Regions from separate parts of the Mus musculus genome. Here regions 2 and 3 are each linked to region 1. A link is a contact called in public Hi-C and promoter capture Hi-C data. All regions are on one chromosome and are shown on one strand. Each heading gives the region's core, a stretch centred on a gene start, on an enhancer-like site or on the middle of the called end of the contact. The rest is flanking DNA. Distances are from core to core; before and after follow the strand shown. Region 1 holds the start of Zc3h18 (zinc finger CCCH-type containing 18). Region 2 holds the start of Urb2 (URB2 ribosome biogenesis 2 homolog (S. cerevisiae)). Region 3 holds the start of Nup133 (nucleoporin 133).

Region 1 (4,224 bases), core at 516-3,015:
CTATTGCTGTCAAAAAGCACCACAACCAAGGCACTCCTTATAAAAAGGAATCATTTAATTAGGGGCTCACAGTTTCAGAGATTAGTCAGTCCATCATCATGGAGGGGAGCATGGTAGCATGCAGGTGGACAATGTCTAGTTTTAGACCCCATTATAAGGGACCAAGGTGCATATTTTACATAGCTAAGCAGACCTGGCAACTCCCCTGGCCTCAGTCCTTGGGGTCAGTGAGCTCGCGGGCAAGCAGCTTCCCAGTAAACCTGGCTTGAATAAGATCTAATCTGGCTTGATTCGGCTCATTTCACTGGGTAGCTTGAGCAGTTGGTGTTAATTTTCTTCCAGAGGTGGGAGGCCAGCGTGGCCTAATCCTGGCTTGCAGATGGCTGCTTTCTCACTGTCTCCTCAGATGGTGGTGGTGGTGGTGTATGAAAAGAGATATACATATATACATGCACACATACATAGGAGAGAGGGGGGAGAGAGAGGGAGAACCTTCTGTCTGACCTGATTGGCAGCCACCTTTAATCCCAGCACTAGCATGATCTCTCAAATAGCTCTCCTTGGTATCTATTGAAGGACACCAATCTATGAGATCCAGACCCCACCTTTATACCCTCACGGAGAGGCTCTGCTTTGAAATCCATACCAGCTTGGTGCTAGGACTTCACATGTAAGTAACTTGGAGGGTGGGCGGCATAGTTCAGTCGCATTATGGAGTCAAAAGTATTCGACTTGTCATGACTGGCGCCTTCCTAGGCGTCCTCGGTGTTTGTAGCATGTGTCTGAACTTCATCCCTTTCTGTGGCCCAATTAATGCAGGACTGTAAGACCAGAACTCCCCCCCCCCCTTATATCAGTTTATGGGCATCCGGGTGGTTTCACTTTGAGGAAGACAGGCAGCCCCTAACCAGTAAGACCAAGATCAGATTCAAAATTTGCAAGGGGTCAGTACCTAATGATCTCCGTACCTTTTATCAGGTCATGGGGGGGGGGGGGGGTTGGACTTCGGGCTCCAGCAGCTGAGCCCCATCTGGGTAGTAGGAGGGGACTGAAAAATGACCCAATCAGTTTAAGTCCTCCCCAGGGAGGTTACACTGGGTCACGGTAATTTAACGATGCCAGAGATGTTTAGCGTCACAGAAACAGGTAAGAGGATCTAAATCCTTCAACTCCAAAATCTTTTTTTTTTTTTTGAGGGTACCAGGGCCTCGCACATACTTGGCAGGTGCTGTCTCAACCTCAGAGCTACACTCCAGCCCCCAAAACACTTTTGGTCAAGTATTGATTTTTTTTTTTCCGAGACAGGGTTTCTGTGTAGCCCTGGATGTCCTGGAACTCACTCTGTACACCAAGCTGGCCTCGAATTCTGAAATCCGCCTGCCTCAGCCTCCCAAGTGCTGGGATTAAATACAGCCCGGCAAAATATTGATATTTAATAAGGCAGAAAGTTCGTGCCCTGAAGAAACGAATGCTAAGTTTTCAGACCCTGGAAGTGTCCACTCGCACTCACCAAGAGCCTCAAAGGGCTTTCCCTTTCCGGCACGCATCCCGCCTGCTCCTCATCTGATCTCATCCCAAGCAACTACCACGAAGAGCCACCGACTGCGCACGCGCCGCCAGGAGGCCCGCTAGAGGGCGGGGTCGACCTCGGTGAGCCTGCGCAGTAGCAGAGCCTTGGGAGCGCGCGCCGCGGAGGCGAGGCCGGCGGAGGCCGGAAGGAAGTGCGGAAGAGGGCGGGGCTAGCGAGGGAAGCCCGCCGGTTCGCAAGACGGCCGTCGCGGCCTGATGACGTTGCACAATGGCCGGCCCCCGCGGGTAGTGGAGCCCGTTTGTTCCGCCCGCGTCGTGCCCAAAGCCGGAGCCAGTGAGGAGCGAAAAGGCTGAGGAACGTCTCGTCCACGCTGCCCCCACCACAGCGGAGCCGTGGCCGCCTCCCGTCTTCGCGTTGAGGTAAGCTGGGCCGGCGGGCGGCGGGGAGAAGGCCGCCCCAGCGGCGGCGGGAGCGAGGCCCCGGAGCCCGGCGCCGCCTCCCGAGCTCTCGGGCGCGCCCCCGGCTGTGCGCAGCCGCGGGCCGAAGCGCGGGCCGGGACAGCGGGCAGGCGCGAGCCCGCTGCGGCCTGGGACGTCCGGGCGGGTGCCGTGGCGCGCCGCGGTCTGCCGTGGTGAAGTTGCTTTTCCTGAAGCTGTCATTTTCCCTTCCGGGCCACTCGGCGTGGCACATGTTCGCCGCCCACAAAGGGGAGCGGATCGCGCAGGTTGGCTCGGGAGGAGGCCCGCTTGGACTCTCGACGGGCTCTGCAGGGAACTTTGAACTCTCTGGAGCCTCCTGCAACTTGCTCTCGCAACTTCAAGCGAGCACAGGTTGGACGGACCCACTGTGCTCCAAGAGTCCCGGGTCGCTTAGGAAGTGTGACCTCCTCGCCTCTTGGACTGTGAGCTTAGAGATGCCATTTCTTTAGTGTAAAGTAGCCAGGCGATTGTAGTGCTAGAAGGAAATTAAACTAAGACCTATAGTCTCGCCCCTACTAGATACTTAGTTTCCCGTATACTTTTGACAGCTGAGTTTACCGGGCACAATAGCTGTTTCAAATGAGCTTTTTCTTGGCACTTATTAACAAGAGTAATCTTCAGACCCATTTGAGGGTAGTAGAAGAAGGCATTTGTTTCTTCTTCATCACATTACCTATCCCAAGGCAGAGGTTGAGATTCTCTGTCCCTAGGCTAGTTCCCATTTCCCAGCCCCCTGAGAGGAGAATGCGAATGATCTGAACACGTTTGAAGCCAGCCAGTTCTGGAACCAATCAATATGTCCCCAAAGCTGAAACTCCTCTCTAGTCGTAGATGGGGAATGCTCAAACATTTTAAGAGCACTTCGGATTTACTTCCTGAACACTCAGCAGGTAAGTTTGCTTTGCTCATCTCCAAAGAGATAGCTTGTCATCTGCAGACCATCCCAAGGAGACCATCTCCTTACCGAAGAGTTTTTGCAGAGCTTAAGTCACTTTGCGGGTGGTGTTTTCAACATCCTGACATTCTTGCTCTATACATGGATGGAGCTATGAATAAGTTTTTTTAACCAGGCATAACAGAACTTAGACATCAACATAGGCTCTGCTCTGCTAAACTTCATCTCCCACAGCTGAGTATGGTGGCCCACACCTTAATCCCAGAACTTGGGGGGAAGCAGAAGCGAGGGGGTCTCTTAGTTCCAGCTAGCTTGGTCTACATAGTGAGTTCCAGGACAGCCAAAGCTACAAAGTGAGACCTTGGTTCAAAGGAAAAGTCGTTTTCCAGAAGTTGTATTTGTGTGTTATCGAGCCTCCTTAACAAAACCTACTTGGAACACGTTTCTCAGTAGTAGGCCAGTCAGTGGTGACCAAGTCTTTAATCTCAGAACGCAAGAGGCAGAGGCAGAGGCAGGTATATCTCTATTGGTTCGAGGCTAGTCAGGGCTACGATGAGAAACCCTGCCCCCCTCCCCAAGTCATACCCCATGTTTGCCCAAGAGTTGTTTTAACCTGAATTGGTAAATTCACCAGGCCAGGCTATTAAGTAGCTTGTAGCAGTTGCTGAAAATGACCCAGCTGTGAGGAGACCACGACATAACTGTTCTGTCAGTAGTAGAGTGGTTGGAGTCAGTTTGGCCTTCCTGAGCTGCTGCTGACACAAGAGCAGAACGCTGCTCTGGAGTTCTGTTACAATGTTTTACAAACAGGCAACTTTATTAGATCTCTTTCTAGTATGCAACAGGTGGTTCCTGGATTCATGGGGTTTTGTCGTTTAGTCAAGCATTTTCCAGTATGTCAAATGCAGCTGGGGACAGAGATATTGAAAGACTGTCATTCCACCCCTGAACAGGTTCACCATTGTGGATAGGAGGACTAAAGGTTAGTTCTAAACTTTGTGAGAGTCCTGCACTACTGGGTTAGTGGGTAAGAAGATTGTAAACATTGTAGCTGGGCTGGAGGATCCCCGGATTCACAGCTTATATGTAGCACATGAGTTCCCTGCAGCCAGCAGAGGGTAGCACACAGAATTAGTCTTTTTTTTTTGTTTTGTTTTTGTTTTTGTTTTTGTTTTTGAAGACAGGGTTTTTCTGTATAGCCCTGGCTGTCCTGGAACTCACTTTGTAGACCAGGCTGGCCTCGAACTCAGAAATCCGCTGCCTCTGCCTCCCGAGTGCTGGGATTAAAGGCGTGTGCCACCACCACCGAGCGGCAGAAT
Region 2 (4,224 bases), core at 1,176-3,675, 1.6 Mb after region 1:
ACCCAGCACCAGTGGCTTGCTCCAGCCTGGCATGCCCTCTTGAAGACCATCTTGGTGTTGGAGCAACAACTAAGGCTGCCTTGGAGCAGAGACCACAACATGGGATAACATTCTCCAATCACAGAGAGACTTCTCAGAGAAACCTGCTTTGTAACCTGGTACATGACACACACCAAAACATGGTTTTTAGGAAATACTGTCTAGAACGACCTGTACCTTCATGTTTTGTTTTAATGTTCTCTTAGCTTTGAAATTCAGATTAAAAATTTCTGTACTAAGCTAGAAGCTGTACAGAAGCAGGGATGCCTCTCTACTGCGACCCAGCCCCACTCCATTCCAGGCCTTCCTCCCAAAAAGCCAATGTGATGCATCAGTTTAAAACTCACTGCTTTCACTGGAGGAAACCCAGTGAAAAAACCCATCATGTCGTTTCGAGGTTTCGAGGTTTCGCTGGAATGCTGCTTACCCACTTCCATTTTCACTTTACTGAGGCTCCCTCACCTTTTAGCAGGCTTTGGCCAAGCCCTCTCCTAAGGAGGCACCCTTACAAATGCTCACCTGGTGTGAACAAACCTTGATGCTCTCTCTGTCTGGCTATCTCTTCCTCAAATGGCTTCCTGGTCTTTGCCCTTCTACTCCCAGAGCCTGGAACACCATCCCAGTCCTACACTACCATTGATACCTAATGTTTACTTAACATTCCGCTGCTGAGTAAGACGCCATCTTAAGTACTTCCCACAGACTATCTGCTTTTACTCTATTAGGCAGGTAAACGCTTCAGGTGGGACGCTGAAGCCTGTAGTTATCAGACAACTTGCCCAAAGTCACGCAGTTCCTGAATGGGAGGGAACGCAGTCTCGTGGACAGTGTCTGAGCCTGCACCCTATGCTCCACTGATCCCATACGGGACTGCAGGGGAGCACTGGGCCAACCGCTCACTGATGCTTATGTCAACGAGAGCCTGCAAGTTAATCAGCTAACATGCTGATTGGCTACGTGGAAGGCTGGAACCGTGACTTCAAGTAGTGTTCAATGAGCAGCGCTGGCGTCACACAAGGTCAAGCTAAAACAAGTCAGAAAAGAAGCAAAGCCCCTTCTTTTGTCCCCAGATGTTGTTCATAGATTGTGACAGAGTAACAAAAAGAATAACCAGTTACTAAGTAGTCAGAAGAGGTTTTTGCCTCTCTTCAGTGACAGAAGTACACACAAATCTCACAGTTGGAAGACTGTCCCAAAACACACGAACCAAATTTATTTATTACTGATGGCAAATACTGAAGGCACAAACTGACATTTTGGGTTTTCTGATTTAATATTCGCTTTATAGTTCATAAAACAAGGCTCTCATATGTGTATGTGTGTGTGTATGCACGTGTATTTAGACCAAGTCTCACTCTGTGGTTTAGACTGGTGCAGAACTCACTTCGTACACCAGGATGGCCAACAATTCGCAGCAATCTTTCTGCCTCAGCCTACAGAGTGTGGGGATTACGGAGTGCGCCACCACTACCAGCAGAGTCTGGGCTTAAATTACCCTCCCATTTTACAGGAGAAGAAACCGAGGCAGCAAGCTCGCCTGCTACACGGCTTGCAACTCTAAGTCTCTGCGGTCACCAACTCCATCCGTGACACTCAGCCCCAGGTTACAGCCAAAAAGTCTGTAACCTGGAGAAAGGCAGACTCCCTTCCTACTTCACTTTCTAATAGGGCGGGTCGGACTGGACGGGACTCCCGGCAGAGCCCCGAGGCTATCCTCCACCTGCCGGTCCCGGCGAAGGGGAAAACTCACCTCTCGACGCCGGAGCCACAGCGCCTGCGAGGTCCGCGGGGCCGCGTCTCCCCGCGGCAGCCGCGAGCCCTCCGTCCGCTGCCCACTTCCGCCGAGCGCCCTCGTGAGCTCGCAGTTGGCTCCGCGCGAGGGCGCCCGGCGGGGCCGCGGGGTCTCCGGGCGCGTGCAGCCGGGGCCGCCACGTGCGGGGTCGCTCGGACCCGCGCGCGCGCGAGCAGGGCCGGGACTGCGCAGGGGCGGGCGCGCGCGCGCGCGCTCTCCCGCCCGAGGCCCCTCCCCCGCGTCCCCTCCCCCCCCCCGCCCTGTCCCGCGCCCCGCCCGCACTCACTGAACATCCCAGGCGGCTCCCGCTGCCCCGCCGCCGCCCCGGCACCGGCTGCTTCCGTATCGGTTGCCCGCCGTAGGACTCCGTACGACGACCGGCTAGCCGGGTCCCCGCGCCCTACGTCCTCCCGCGCTCGCGGTTCTCGGTGGCCGCCCCATGACCGCCTGACGGAGCGGGCACGCCGGGCTAGGCCGCGGACGCGCGACGCCGCCGCGGCCAGGGCGCGCTCGGCGCTCCTCTAGCGATGTCTGCGTGACGCCCCTCCCCGCCCCGAGCCGTTGGCGTCAACGTCTGCCGGAAGCGCCTCCCTCACATGTGGCTCGCCGCCGTGGAGGTCCCAGGTGAGCGGACGGTTGGAGAGTTTGGGTTTCCTCTGCGCCGAGGCGCCAGTTTGGCGGATGCGGACACCAGTCCTAACAGGAGGGAACCGGCTGGAGAGCCGGGATCGGAGGAGCCTCTGCCCGAGGGAGTTCCCGCTATGGAACCCTGCTTGAGGTTCTGAACTGCTTTACCCCGAACTGAAGGAGCTCCACTTGAGAGAACCTTGATCTGAGGGAGACCCACGTTAGAGAGCACCCCGATCTCCTACACGGAGCTCGGACTCGAGGGAGCCCCGATCCAGGTAGTAGGATTTGAAGGTATCATGATAAACTAGAACCACCACCTCCTCCTCCTCCTCCTCCTCCACCACCACCACCACCACCACCACCACCACCACCACCACCACCAAAACCAAACTTTTTATTTGTATGGGTGTTTTATGTACACCCGCAGAGGATAAAAGAGGGGCGTTCCTCTAGAACTGGAGTGGTGGTTGTGAGCCAAGATGTGGGATATTGGGACTCGAACCTGGGTTCTCTGGAACAGCAGTAAGTAATCCTAACCACGGAGTCATCTTTCCAGCCCCCTAGAACATTGATTCTCAACCTTCCTAATCCTGCAACCCTTTGTTCATGTTGTGGTGACACGCCCCCCCCCCCCCCGCCATGAAGTTATTTTGTTGCTATATTATAATTGCAATTTTCCTACTGTTGGAAGCATAATGTGAATAAATACCTGGTTTGCAATCTTGTGGGCGTGTGACCCGCAGGTGGAAAAACCCTGCCCTAAACCCTTCCCGAGGTAGTCAGAGGGCGAGGACAGGAAGGGAGGCCTCTCAGTTCTGAAGGCCTGTAGTAAGCTTTCCAAAGTGCACAGTCTCTTGCCTCAACACAGCAGCGTGGTGAATGTTCTGTCAGGGTTTAAGCTAAGTTGTTTACCATAATGGAAACAAACTTTATGACTTTTAAAAACTCAAAAGGTTTAGCTGGGTTTCATAGCAAGTGTAGGTTGTTAATGTATCCTTTCCTTTGTTACTTGGGATTTTAAAGATTGTATATGGTTTTTGTCTACTGTAGCTGTGTGTGACGAGTTACTGTTACAGTAGAAGTAAGAGCATTTTTATTGAAATTAATGCCTGAATTCTGTTTCTTTCTCTCTTTGCTCCTTTTGTCTGACATTCATGAGGATCCTGGGGAGAAGATGCAGAATTCCCTGGAAATTGACTTACAGATCGTTGTGGGTGCTAGGAACTGGACTCGGGCTCTCTACAGGAGTCACAAGTGTTCTTTACTGCTGAGCCGTTTCCTCAGCCACATCACCTAATTTCTTTTTCACTTCAAGAAGCATTATTTTCTTCAAGTACTGTATTGCTTGCTTTTTTGCTTATTTAATAGTGCTACTCCTGTTACACAACACAGTTTTGAAGCTGTGCTAAACCATCTCTTTCGATCTTAAATCATGAATGGTGACTGTCATCCTGTGAGTGATTTACACACTTTGATTTCTCCTTATTGAATTCCTGTATTCTCTAAGTGTGATCACAGCAGGAGTACTTATAATCTATTGTCTACCTGCTTTTGATGAAAGCCAGTTTCAAATTAACTATATATTTGACACAACATCTTACCATGTATCCTAGGCTGGCCTCTGCTTCCTAATTGTACCCAATAAGGTATATAGGGAGGGGTTGGAGAGGTGGCTCAAAGTTAGGAGTACAGCTGCTCTCAGAGAGGACCTGGGCTCAGTTCCCAGTACCTCCATGGCGCCTAACTCATGACTATCTGTACTC
Region 3 (4,224 bases), core at 447-2,946, 1.6 Mb after region 1:
GTATTTCCTGTTTTCATGCAGAAAAAAATTCACTTAAGATACACACACACACACACACACACACACAAACATACACACAAACATACACACACACACACACACACACACACACACACACATCACTGTGTGTCTCTGGTTGCTTTGGAACTATATAGCCAAGACTAGCTCTGATCCAGGGTCCTCCTACCTTAGCTTTCCATGTGCTAGGATTTTAAGTTGTGTACTACCATGTCCAGCAATACCTTTTAAAATAATTTTAAGGCAATAGTTGTCAGGTACTTTTGAGATTAATTTACTGGTTTTTTTGTTTGTTTTGAGCAAAAATGATGTATCAGAACATATATGCATCTTACTATCTTTTTAACCCATCATATATACATATATGTGTGTGTGTGTATATATGTGTATATATATATATATGATTGTATGATAGATAGATAGATATCGAAAAGCAAGTGCTCTTATCCCCAGAGCCATCTTTCCATCCCAGAAATTCACTTTTGAAAGATGAACAGAAGAAATTCTTCTAGAAAAAGGTAACCCAATTCTGAATTTTCGTGTTAATTACATTGAGGAGGGTAACAATTCTACTATACATGTGGACTTGGCAGCACACCAGCATCTTTAGTGAAGCACGCTCTCTCTCTCTCTCTCTCACACACACACACACACACACACACACACACAAAGTGCTTTTATGTAACCTAGTCACAACCATCACATTTTGTGGCCCAAGTCCTTTAACTGCCAATCAGTATGTAGTAATAAGCATTTGCTAGGCACTGAGAAAACATTTTTGCCAGGTTTGTAGGCTCTTACCATGACTCAGATAGGTGTACTGAATCCTGAGATGCTGAGATCCTGACTTAAAGCTGGAAGTGTTAAACAAAATGATGGTAGCCAGACAAGCTACTGCATGCTTGAAATAGAAGAATCTTAAAAGTGGATTGAGCAAAGTCAGCCTAGGGTACGTAGCATGGGCTGTCCCAAAGTGGACAGGACTGAGTTCCAGGCTGCATTCCTACACTATATCACAAAAAGACTACACCAGACCAAATGTTACTCGTGTCAAACGCCACAGAGTCAAACCACAACTTTAAACAAACAGCAGCCCGACACTGACCTGTGTCAACATAATAAAGAAATGACTTTTTAATCTTTACAATAATCTGAAGTATGTTCCTACCTTGCAAGCGTAGTGCTCAAAAGGTTCTTTCATTCTTTTCTGTAGCGCGGAGACAGAGTGAATCCATGGGTCCAATAAAGAGTTAAACAGAGAACGGGCAAAACGAGGGCCACCATTAAGCAGCGACAATAAAACGCGAGAATGACCAGAAGTACTTTCGAACTCTGCGGCAGCTTACCCCACTGCCAGGCTCCACCTCCCCGCTGTGGAGCGGACCCCGCTGGTCCCCGAACCCCCACTTACCGTGAGCTCACCGAGCTGCGCCGGCCTGCGGGCGAGAACAGCACGGGCGAGTTAACCGCAGATCCCAGAGACAGACCCCTCCTGCTCGCTCTAGGCGTGGACGTGGGCCCGATCCCGACTAGCGGACCGCGTCGGGTCCCCGGCCCTGGGGTTCGCGGAGAGGAGACGCTCGGAAACATGTTTGCAGAGAGCGTGGAGGAAGCGGCACTCGCGGGCTAATAGCGAGAACCTCGCGCGCCCGGAGCTTGAACACCTGAGGGGCGGGAAGGCGCCTAGAGATGACGTAAGGGGGCGCTCAGCGAGTAGGGAGGGGAAGGCGCATGGCAATGACGTCAAAGATCGGCGCCGAGACTCGGGGCAAGGTCGGAACTGGGAGCGCTTTGTTGACGTCACATCCAGTACCGGGGAGGGGCGGGGCAGGCGATTTGGAGTCCTGCGACCCGATTCACCGCGGTGGATCCAGTGCTCCGGACCGAGAGCTTGCCAGAAGCGCCGGTCTCCGGCTGGAGCTGACCCTCCGCGGCGAGCGTGGGCTGGGGAAGGAGGCGCCCGTGGGCGGAGCTGAGGAAGTCGCGCTCTGGGCGGCGGTGGTGTGCTCACAGTTTTTCCCAACCTAATTCAGATCGGTTCAGGCTTGTTCTTCGTTCGATTGTCTGGGCTCTGCAGCGGGTTGCAGCTTTTTGCTTTCCAGGCACAGCTTGCATTTTGATGGGTCTGTCCTACTGCCGGAGATTCGGAAATGACAGTGCCCCCAGTCCCCGGGCATGTTCACTCTCATCGCTGCCCCTGAAGTTCCAGACCCTAGTAGAAGCCGATAGCAGGCGTGCACACAGTTCTGTTAGTCCTCTGCGGCTGTTTCGGAAGACCGTAGTGTGTGTATGGGGGTGTCTTTTCCATTCTGCTCCCCACATTACTAAACAGTGAACTGAGATTAGCCCGAGGCTGTACTAGAGTTTGTAAATATTCAGGGCTGATAACTGCCCAGGGACCCTTGCTGAACTTGTGAGGTCCCTTGTTACTTCGGGTGGCCTTTCCTTTTCGGTTTTTTCATTGTGTCCCACTTAGACAACATTGTAGCCAGACTTTTGACCACTTTATGGGTTCCTATTTCTACCACTTGTCTCCCTCTCAACCCCCCAACACTAGGTAGGAGAAAGAAGGCTAGAGGAAAAGGGGGCTTCGATATCCGTAGACTACTTCCTGCTGATAGAGGCATCGAGTTCCTTGGGGCAGTTTTGATCTTTTAAGAGCTCAGAAAGCCAGAAGGAGGGCATTGGACTCTGAAGTTAGTTACAGGGGGGTTGTGCGCCACCTAGCATGGGTGCTGGGAATTGAACTCGGAAAAAAAAAGAAAAGCATTTAGAAGTAGCTACTTGAGCCAGGTGTGGCTGCACACACCTATAATCTCTGTAGGACCAGAAGTTGTTCAAAGCCACCCTGGGCTACATGAGACACTGTCTCAAATGCCAACAAACAAACCCAATTACCTGAGAGACCATTATGGACACAAGGTTGTTAGGCATATCAGAAGTAAATACAGTGGGAGGGGGTAGGGGGAGAGAGAACATGGAAGGGAGGAGTCATCTCTGCCCTAAGGATGAGAGAAAGCAGCTTTCCAGTCCACAGTCCAGGAGAAACGTGCGCATGCGTAATGGAGCCTTTAATTCTTGCAAAGTGCAGTGTAGGAGAATTTCGGTTTCTTTTTTGTTTTGGTTTGGTTTGGTTTTCCGAGACAGGGTTTCTCTGTGTAGCCCTGGCTGTCCTGGAACTCACTTTGTAGACCAGGCTGGCCTCAAACTCAGAAATCCGCCTGCCTCTGCCTCCCGAGTGCTGGGATTAAAGGCGTGCGCCACCTCGCCCGGCTGAATTTTGGTTTCTTTAAACACAGAAATGTTATAAGAATATGTCTTCACTTTAATCCCGGGTGTGGGATGTAGGGCTGCTTCAGATTGTCTAGAATTGCTCATTATGAGGCAGGTGGACCTCTGACTTTGAGGCCAGCCTAGTCTACAAAGTGAGTTCCAGAACAGCCAGGGCTACACAGAGAAAAACCCTGCCTCCAGAGATCCACCTACCTCTGCCTCCTGATCACTGGGATTGGAGGTGTGCATAACTGTCTGGCTTGCACAGGTATGGCATATACTCACAGACACATAATAAATGTTTTTTAAAAAAAACCCAAAATAAGGGGTTGAAGAGATGCCTCAGCAATTAAGAGCACTGGCTGTTCTTCCAGAGGTCCCAAGTTCAATTCCCAGAACGCACATAGAAGCTCACAATCTGATGCCTTCTTCTGGTCTGCAGGCAGACATGCAGACAAAGCACCTGACACATTTAAAATAAAAACCCACCAAAATAAAAGCCAAGCATGTAGCATGCAGAAATAAAACTACCCTAGAGTTCTAGGGCCAGCTAGCCTGATGGCAGAGAATCTAGCGTCAAACACTGAAAGATGAGGAGGCCCACTCAGTTGTCCCCTGACCCTGCGCAGTGTCCTCCCAGCCAGGAGGGACTGAATCTCTTGGGAACAGTAAGGAACTTTCTCCCTGAAGTTGCCTTTGCCATGCTATTACAGCAAAGAGAGGCTAAGACAAGTGACAAAGTTGCCTCACTGGGTACATGTGACCTAAGTGTTTGTCTACATCGTGGGATTTACCAGAGCACCAGATGTAATGTGTGCAGAGTGCTTGAGACAAAGCAGCCCCCAAACACTGCTTGCCACAGCCCTTTGCCAGATTGCTTTGTACTGACTTTGCCTGCCTCTCTCCATAAGCTAGAGAGGGCTGAAGGCAGAC

The links. Promoter capture Hi-C pulls out the DNA fragments that hold promoters and counts their contacts. Hi-C and Micro-C count contacts between places; a contact is called where the count stands out from the background.
Region 2: a contact with region 1 is called in a promoter capture Hi-C map of embryonic stem cells, with 4 times the contacts expected there. The contact joins the promoter of Urb2 here to the promoter of Zc3h18 in region 1. A contact is called at or near these places in 2 of 39 promoter capture datasets (embryonic stem cells and liver).
Region 3: a contact with region 1 is called in a Hi-C map of olfactory sensory neurons, with 5 times the contacts expected there. The contact joins the promoter of Nup133 here to the promoter of Zc3h18 in region 1. A contact is called at or near these places in 2 of 484 Hi-C or Micro-C datasets (CD4 T cells and olfactory sensory neurons) and 2 of 9 other capture datasets (adipose tissue and liver).

The regions. Positions count from the first base shown.
Region 1 is chr8:122,374,851-122,379,074 of GRCm38.p6, forward strand. It overlaps Zc3h18 (zinc finger CCCH-type containing 18), which reads left to right and starts at 1,766. Exons shown (of 18, transcript NM_001029994.1): 1 at 1,766-1,950. Gm39270 (adenomatous polyposis coli protein 2-like) reads right to left here and starts at 2,234. Exons shown (of 2, transcript XM_030243895.1): 1 at 1,511-2,234. The coding sequence starts at 2,221. The coding sequence ends at 1,583.
Region 2 is chr8:124,019,072-124,023,295 of GRCm38.p6, forward strand. It overlaps Urb2 (URB2 ribosome biogenesis 2 homolog (S. cerevisiae)), which reads left to right and starts at 2,426. Exons shown (of 10, transcript NM_001368414.1): 1 at 2,426-2,455. It overlaps Taf5l (TATA-box binding protein associated factor 5 like), which reads right to left and starts at 2,326. Exons shown (of 5, transcript NM_133966.3): 1 at 2,118-2,326. It overlaps Mir1967 (microRNA 1967), which reads left to right and starts at 3,570; the gene lies at 3,570-3,651.
Region 3 is chr8:123,947,569-123,951,792 of GRCm38.p6, forward strand. It overlaps Nup133 (nucleoporin 133), which reads right to left and starts at 1,697. Exons shown (of 26, transcript NM_172288.2): 1 at 1,430-1,697. The coding sequence starts at 1,608.